Linked DNA regions of Canis lupus: region 1 is linked to region 2. The links are chromatin contacts, called in public Hi-C maps. All regions are on one chromosome and are shown on one strand. Each heading gives the region's core, a stretch centred on a gene start, on an enhancer-like site or on the middle of the called end of the contact. The rest is flanking DNA. Distances are from core to core; before and after follow the strand shown.

Region 1 (3,677 bases), core at 723-3,222, 410 kb after region 2:
CCTGAGCATTGACATCAGCACCCAAAGACACCAGAAGCTCCACAATGCCCAAATAGCCATGGATAGAAGCTAAATGTAGACATGTGTGACCTAGAAGAACAATGAAGCAAATATAACCACTTGCTTCAACCCTCAGATCTCAAGCAGAACTTTCTGTCTATTCTTATAGGGAATAAATTCTGAATTTGGAGAACCCAGAATCTGGGCTCTGAATGAACTTTATCAAGGCATGAAACAGACCTTTTGCATGCATATTTTCTCAACCTTTCAAGTATTCAGAGTTTCAGCTCTTGCCTGGACTCCTAACATTGGCCTACCTCTCCCTTCTCCATGTCACCTGCCTTCTGATGGGCAGGGTAGGGCAGGCAGACATACCATTGTAGTTGGTGGCCTGGAGGATGGAGTAGAGGTGCTGGGTCCTGCAAGTCTGAGTCAGGACTCCCACGCTGGCCAGGCAGCCTTGCTCACAGGCAAGGTGTAGGGGGGTATTTCCTCGAAAGTCTCGGAGCTCAGGATCACAGCCAGCTTCCAGAAGTGCCTCAGCAATTTCTGGTTGGTTGGTGATCACAGCCAAGTGGAGTGGAGTCTACAAACACAAGAGGGAATAGAAAGAGGGTAAGCCATGGCCCAAACTCAAGAGTCTGTCTTCCCTTGAACTCCGGAGATCTACTGGTTGTGGGTGCTGCTCCTCCTCCCAGACAGGTATGAAGGGCAAGATAAATGCCAGAGGCCGCAGGTGGGCTTTCATCATAGGCCTCACCAAATCAATAGAATTTTCTTTATTCTCTAGGACGTTGGCCGATTCCAATGTAAAAAGGTCAAGGTACATAATGCCCAGTGATTATTAATTTAGAAAGGATTGGGAGCAACTGAGCTAGATCCAACTTCATCACTGGGTCAGAGGCACAGGGCTGGGCGAGCCGGCGCACCTGCTGCAGGTTGTTCTGGAAGTTGAGGAAGGCCAGGTCGCCCTTCACTTGGCGGACCACTTCCATGGTCAGGGCCTTCTCTTCATGGATGATGGCCAAGTGCAGGAACCTAAGGGGAAGAGAGGGAAAAACCCCCAGGGCTGGTGAGTGCATCGCGTGGGGCCCAGGGAGGCGCGGGCTGCGGGGGATTGCGCAAGGCCGGGGTTTCTGGAGGCCGAGGCCGCGGTGTTTTCCGCGAGGTTATTATGAGCTGAGTGTTCCTGGCAGGCGCCCAGGGACTTTCCGGGCCCCCTCCCTCCTCGGCGGGCGCCGGCCAGACCGCCCCGCCCTCCCGCCGGGCCGGAACGCCCTGTACTTCCCCTCCCGGCCCCCCGGCGCCCGCCCGCGGGGCAGGAGCTCCCGCCCCCCTTGTGCAAGCGGGGACTTCGCGTCCCCGCCGCCGCCCCGCCCCCGCCGGCAGGACCGGCTCCGGACCGGGGCTGGGGGGTGGGGGTGCGCGCTGCAGCGCAGGGCTGCTGCACCGCCAGCCCGGGATCCGACCCTCCTCTGCTGCCCGCAGCGCAGCCGGCAGCTTTGCGCGGTCCCGGGGCCAGGGGTGTACGGGGGATCGGTGCCCACACCCCGGTCGGCTGCCGCCCCTCGGCCTCGCGCTGCAGGCGCGGCGTCCCCGCCCGCCCCGAGACACCTACGAGTCTCCGTCCTCGGTGAGCTGCTGCTTCCAGGGCTCGGCGCCGCGCGGCGCCTCCTGCGGCTCGAGACGGATCTCCCGCAGCTCCTTCACCAGCTGCTCGTACTCCTCGTCCTTCATGGAGTCCAGGCCGCTGTCGTGGCGGTCGTCCAGCAGCCGCTCCTTCTTGAGCGCGTCCCGGGGACCCTCCATGGCCCAGTCCTGGGCGTGCTCGGCTTGCTGCAGCATGGCGCGGGAAGGCTCGGCGCTGCTGCCCAGGTGCGCTCGGCCGCGGGCTGCGCGCTCGCCGCCTCGCCTCGCCTCGCCTCGCAGGGTCACGGACGCAGGACCGCTGGCTGCGACTCTTGTGGGCTCGCCAGCGCCGCCGCGGCGCCCTATAAACGCTGGCAGGGGATTTCTCCGGGGCGGGGTCAGGCGCGGGGAATTTCCAAGCCAGTCAGACCAGAAAAGAGAACTGGCCCCGTCCTCTGCTCGGGAGGGGGAGGAAGGGGGAGAAGCCTAAACCCTGAGCCGGGTTCATCAGAGAAACTCCCGGCGATGAGCCACTGGGGTCATGTACAGGGAACTTTTTGATGAACGCTGAGCGGCTGGAAAGTCCTCCCGACCGAGGCCCCCTCCCCCGGTACTTCCCTGCAGCTTGCACTCGGTAATCCTGTCCCTCTGCAAGCGGCCTTCTTTCCCTGGGGTTTCCCACGATCGATTCGACTTGGGGTCGTCGGCTGCTGAGATCCCAATGAACGCAGACCCGCCAGGCAGTTCCTCCTTGGGGTTTGCCAACCTTTCCGTTTCTTGATCTTTTGAAAACTCGGGTGGAAATGATGGCTGGACGTAGGGATTTGCTTCCCCAAACTTCTGCGGGGAAGGACGCACTGGCGGGTTAGAAGGTCGCCGGCTGCCTCTGCCACCCTGCCAATGCCAGGCTCTTTGTGGCGCGGGGACACACGTAGCACTCCCTCGAGGCCCCCCCCCCCCCCCAACCAGGTAAAAGTTGTGCATGCTTTGGCATTAAAAGCCAAAAAGCTTTTGGCATTTTTTGGCATTGAAATGCTTGGAGAACCCTCAAATCATTTCCTCGGGATTAACATTCCTGTTGACTGGTGGAGAGGCAAGCACTCTGCCCTGTGTTCAGCGAAAACGCTGAACAGGACCATACTTTTTTTCAGGTAAAGCAAGGTGTTAATCTTTGTAGTAGAGGTTGTAGCTAGCTGCCCTGCACGAACAAAATAATTATTGAGGTCATGTTTCCTGATTTGCACTGTGCTGCTGCAGAGCCTACTTCTGGGTACCCAGCCGGTGTCTTTCCAGAAGCATTTGGAAGAGGCTGAAGAATAGGTTGAGAAGTGCCTTACCCAAGATTGGGCCTTAAGGATGGTTTAGATTGCAAAGCATCCTACAGAAGGCCACCCTCCCGCCAACCTAACATTACCCTCTTGCTGGCTCCCTGCTCTCCTGCCCTGGAGAGGGCAGCAGTTGGACCTCTCCAGGCGCTGTGTATAGCCCCTATGGGCTCCTCATCCTTTGGTTTCACCTGCAGAAATATAACTTACGTTCCCCACCCTACCCCCATTCTCCTAGCCAACCAGCCTCTAACAGAATTTTTCTATCTCTAGAATTGGTCCAGGCAAAATGAAGCAACTCAGGTCAGAGTTTTTCAGAACTAGCTCCAGGAGGCTTTATAATTTTGCAGAAATTTCTGGTGATTATATTGCAATCATCTTAACTTGACTGGCCATATACTAACCAACCCTTTGCTCATCTCTTCTCCCTCCACTCCTCCCGACTATCTGAATTTAGGGAACCGGGGTCGGGGGAGTGAGATAAAAAAAATATAAGGGGGGATAAAAGCCCTAAAATCAAGAAATAAAACCTTCAGGATAGGGACGCCCGGGTGGCTCAGCTGTTGGATGCCTGCCTTCAGCTCAGGTCGTGATCCCGGGATCTGGGATCGAGTCCCACATCAGGCTCCTTGCAAGGAGCCTGCTTCTCCCTCTGTCTGTGTCTCTGCCTCTCCCTCTCAGTCTGTGTCTCTCATGAATAAATAATCTTAAAAACAACAACAA
Region 2 (3,679 bases), core at 592-3,091:
CGAGTGGCACATGTCAGGCAGCCCACATGCGCAGGGGGATAAAAAGAGGAGACTGGCTGAGGCTGGAGTTGAACTTGTCTTAACCCCCTCCCCCTACGCCCACCGCCGCCCTTGGGGCTACGCCAAAGTGATAACTAAGTGCGCCCAGTGCCCGGCTTTTTCCCCCTCCCTTCCGCCCCCCCTCCCCGCCCGAACCCGACTTCTTCCTCACCAAGGTCTCCCGGAGGCGGAGACGCTGAGTTCTCCGGGGCCGGGAGTTAGTCACCCAGAAGAGGTGGTGACAGAGCACTAGGCTTGCGTCGCACACTCCGAGGCCTAGCCGCACCGGACGAGAGGCCGCCGGTGATGGCTCGCGAGTCCCGGACCCCGCTGCCCCCCGGCCCGCCGGGGGCTGGGGGTGGGGGCTCCTTCCCCAAGTCTCAACTCGGCCCCCTCCCCTCCCCTCCTCCCTCCCCTCCCCTCCCCTCCCCTCCCCTCCCCGCGCTAAGGCAGCCCCAACGTCAGGCTCCACTCTCGACCGAGGAAGCAAGCGCGGCCCGGCCGTTTCCTGCCCCCGGGGGTGGGGATTCCCTCTCCGGGCCGGGGGACGGCGGCCCCGTGCCGCTGACCCGAGCGGGGATCCCCTCGGCCGCCGGGCGGGGATCCCGGAACTGGCCCCGGAGTGCGCGTGTGGCCGAGGCGGGGAGGGGCGAGGCGGGGAGTTTCCGCTGCTCGGCTCCCGGGCGGCAGCGGCTGCTAGAAGCGGTCCCCACGGCCGGCCGAGGACCCCAGCTTCCGCGGCCCCGGCCCGCTCTCCCCACGCGCGCCTCAGCCGGTCGCGCCGCCCGGGGACCCCGCGCAGTCCCCGGGTCGGGCTCGGGGGGCCGGGAAACGCGGGCCCGCGGCCAGCCGTCACTTGCGAGTCGCCCCGCCAGAAGCCCAAGGCGAGGAAAAGAAGAGAGAGACAAAAGGACGCCGGGGAGGGAGTCCCCACACTCCCTCGCACCCCCCGCGCGCGGCCCGGCCCTTACTCGTAGTGGCGGAAGATCTCGTTGGTGACTTTACAGTAGAAAACTTCCTCGTCCGGCCGCAGGTCCGCGGGCGGCTTCTGTCTCACAAACGGCTTTCGGTGTAGCAGCGGCATCTCCCGTCCGCCCGCGGGCTCACCCGGACCCTCGGCCGCCCGCGTCGGCCCCGCTTCCCTATCAGAATTGGAGGGAAAGGAAAGCCGGTAAGGTGGGGAGCGCTCGGCCGCGGCGTGGGCCAGTCCGCGCGCCGGGGGAAGCTCGGCTGCCTTTTGTGTGACTGACGCGCCGCGGCTGCCACCGGAGCCGAGGTCGCTCCTGCCGCTCCTGGGGTATTGAGCGCGCAGAGCCGCCGCCTCTGCCCTCCCAGCGCGCCCCACCTCCGCACGCCCGGCGGCCGGCTCACAATGGGGCCGCACGCCCCGCCGCGGGCGGGCGGGCGGGCGGGCGGTGCGGGAACGGCGGCGGCCCCCTCCCCCAGCGCCGGCTCCCAGCCCGCCGCCGCCGCCGCCGCCGCCGCCGCCGCCGCCGCCGCCGCCGCCTCGGGCTCGCAACGTGCTTGGCGCGCAGCCGGCCGGCCCGACGCCGCGAGGAGCTCGCTGCGGGCGGACCCCGGCGCCGCTCCGCTTTGTTCCCCCGCTCGCCTACACTTCCCTGTCGGCGCCGGCCGGCTCCCGACGACCACACGGAGCCCCTCACCTGCGAGCACGCCGACTGCCACTTCTCCACCTTTTCCACTACAAAGGCGGCGAGGGGAGCCTGTGTCCTGCCGGGGGGTCGCTTCTCGCCGGCCCCGCCGCGCCGCCCGCCGCCGCTTCTCCCGCTGCCACGGCCTGGCTCCGCGCGGGGGATCGCGTCCCACCGCCACTTCCCCGCCTCTCGGAGCTCCTGGGAAGTTTCTGATCTACTTTCGGCTCAGAAGGAGGAAGAGCTGTTGGGAGGAGCTTTTCACTTCTCGCTTCTACCTTTTTATTGGCTACTCGATGACTTTTACAGCCTGTCACTGATACAGGAAGAGACGGCGGAGAGCCTGGGAGAGCTACATTATTAATTAATGGAGCAACCCCTTGTGTAGAATCAGAAGCATCCTCCATGTTTGAGATTATCAGCCGAGAGATCTAGGGAAGGCGCTGGGCTTGCATAAACACATGGCTAACAAAGTAAAGCCTTCATCTTCAAGTCTGGCACCATCGCTTGGCTTCACGGTGGGGGAAGGAGCCCAGTTAAGATTTAACTTTTATTTTAAAGATGGGAAGAGAAGTGAGGAATAAAAAATAGAAAGTATTTTGATATTTTCCTCAGAAAGAATTTGCATGTCTAAAAACATATTTTGCTTGTGTAAACATCCTTCTTGAAAAGAAAATACCTTTCTTGACAGCAGTTCTCGTTAATATTTAAAGAGGGCAACTCAGCCAAAGACTTGGCAGAGGAAAAGACCAAAAAAGTCTTTTTTAGAAAATGTCATCATGCCTGTAGGACTCCCACATATTTGAAACTAAAAACTAAATACACCTTTAAAAAGTAGTATTTGTGATACGCCAATGAAAACATTTTGCAAAGTATCAACATTCGATTCAATCACACAGAATTTTAAAGGTTGTGGATTTACTAGTGAAATTTCCCCTAAGCAACTTTCCCATATCCACAATTTCCATTTGTGAAACTAATTTTAATTCACATAATAAATGTGACTTTTGAATTAAAAGGAATTTTTCAAACTACAAGTGATTCCAAATGTTTGCCAGCTTTGTGTAAAATGGTCTTTTTTGCTACTGCCCTTGACGTTTGCTTATTTGTGGATTAACATGTAAGAATGAATCTGTAAGACAGTGAGTTTGAAGAACGGCCATTCAACAAAGGACACAACTACCAATACCGTGAAATGGTTATAGTTATAATGTGGGATCATCTTTTTATCTTGAAATTAAGGACATTTGTACATAGGAAAAAAATGTGAGGAATCTGTTCAAATTGCAAGAGTTATAATTTTTTAACTTCTTTCAACGTACTTTTATGGCAGCTAGCAAAATGAATTTTTGTGGAAGACAATATGTTTTGAGTGTTTTAAAAGTCATTAATAAAATTGATGCACTTTACTGTCTGAATATAGAAGTCACAGAGGCTTGGAAATGTTCTCAGAACCAACTATATTCTTTAGTCTGGATAAACTCTTCAAAAAAAATTATGCAGTCATTTAAAGTGGCCTTGTACTTGAGTGACAATTTAAAATTCCCTACCTAGAAAGTATTTAATTTTCCAGGTGAAAAATTTAGAACCTACAAATATAATCTCAAAGGGGGAACATGGAGGATGGATAAATTTACAAGTGCTAATGAAGCATCACTCTCACAATCCAAAATCCCAGCTTATCCGTTAAGCTAAAAACAGGAAATTTTCCCTGAATATATCATATTTGTATTTCTTAGAGCTCACTAAGTTTTTATTTAAATTCCAGTTAACATACAGTGTAATACTAGTTTCAGGTGTACAATATGTGTGAATCACTATTCAACACTTCGATACGTCATCCCTCAGGGCCTTAGAGCTCACTATTTGATGAGGTTAAAATTTTGTTAAAATCATGATCAAAAATGGTGATTTTATTTTTATTAGATACAGATTTTTAGATAATTGGATTCTTTTTAGTACTAACTTAAAATTGAAATTTTATTCTA

Evidence for each region. A called contact is a pair of places that touch in the nucleus more often than the background predicts.
Region 1: a contact with region 2 is called in a Hi-C map of blood, with 2.4 times the contacts expected there. The contact joins the promoter of NFKBIA here to the promoter of BAZ1A in region 2. A contact is called at or near these places in 2 of 9 Hi-C or Micro-C datasets (amygdala and blood).

The regions. Positions count from the first base shown.
Region 1 is chr8:14,263,911-14,267,587 of UU_Cfam_GSD_1.0, forward strand. It overlaps NFKBIA (NF-kappa-B inhibitor alpha), which reads right to left and starts at 1,973. Exons shown (of 6, transcript XM_038544496.1): 1 at 1,619-1,973; 2 at 930-1,038; 3 at 376-586; 4 at 2-90. The coding sequence starts at 1,845.
Region 2 is chr8:13,855,318-13,858,996 of UU_Cfam_GSD_1.0, forward strand. BAZ1A (bromodomain adjacent to zinc finger domain protein 1A) reads right to left here and starts at 1,842. Exons shown (of 27, transcript XM_038544479.1): 1 at 1,704-1,842; 2 at 1,011-1,181. The coding sequence starts at 1,123.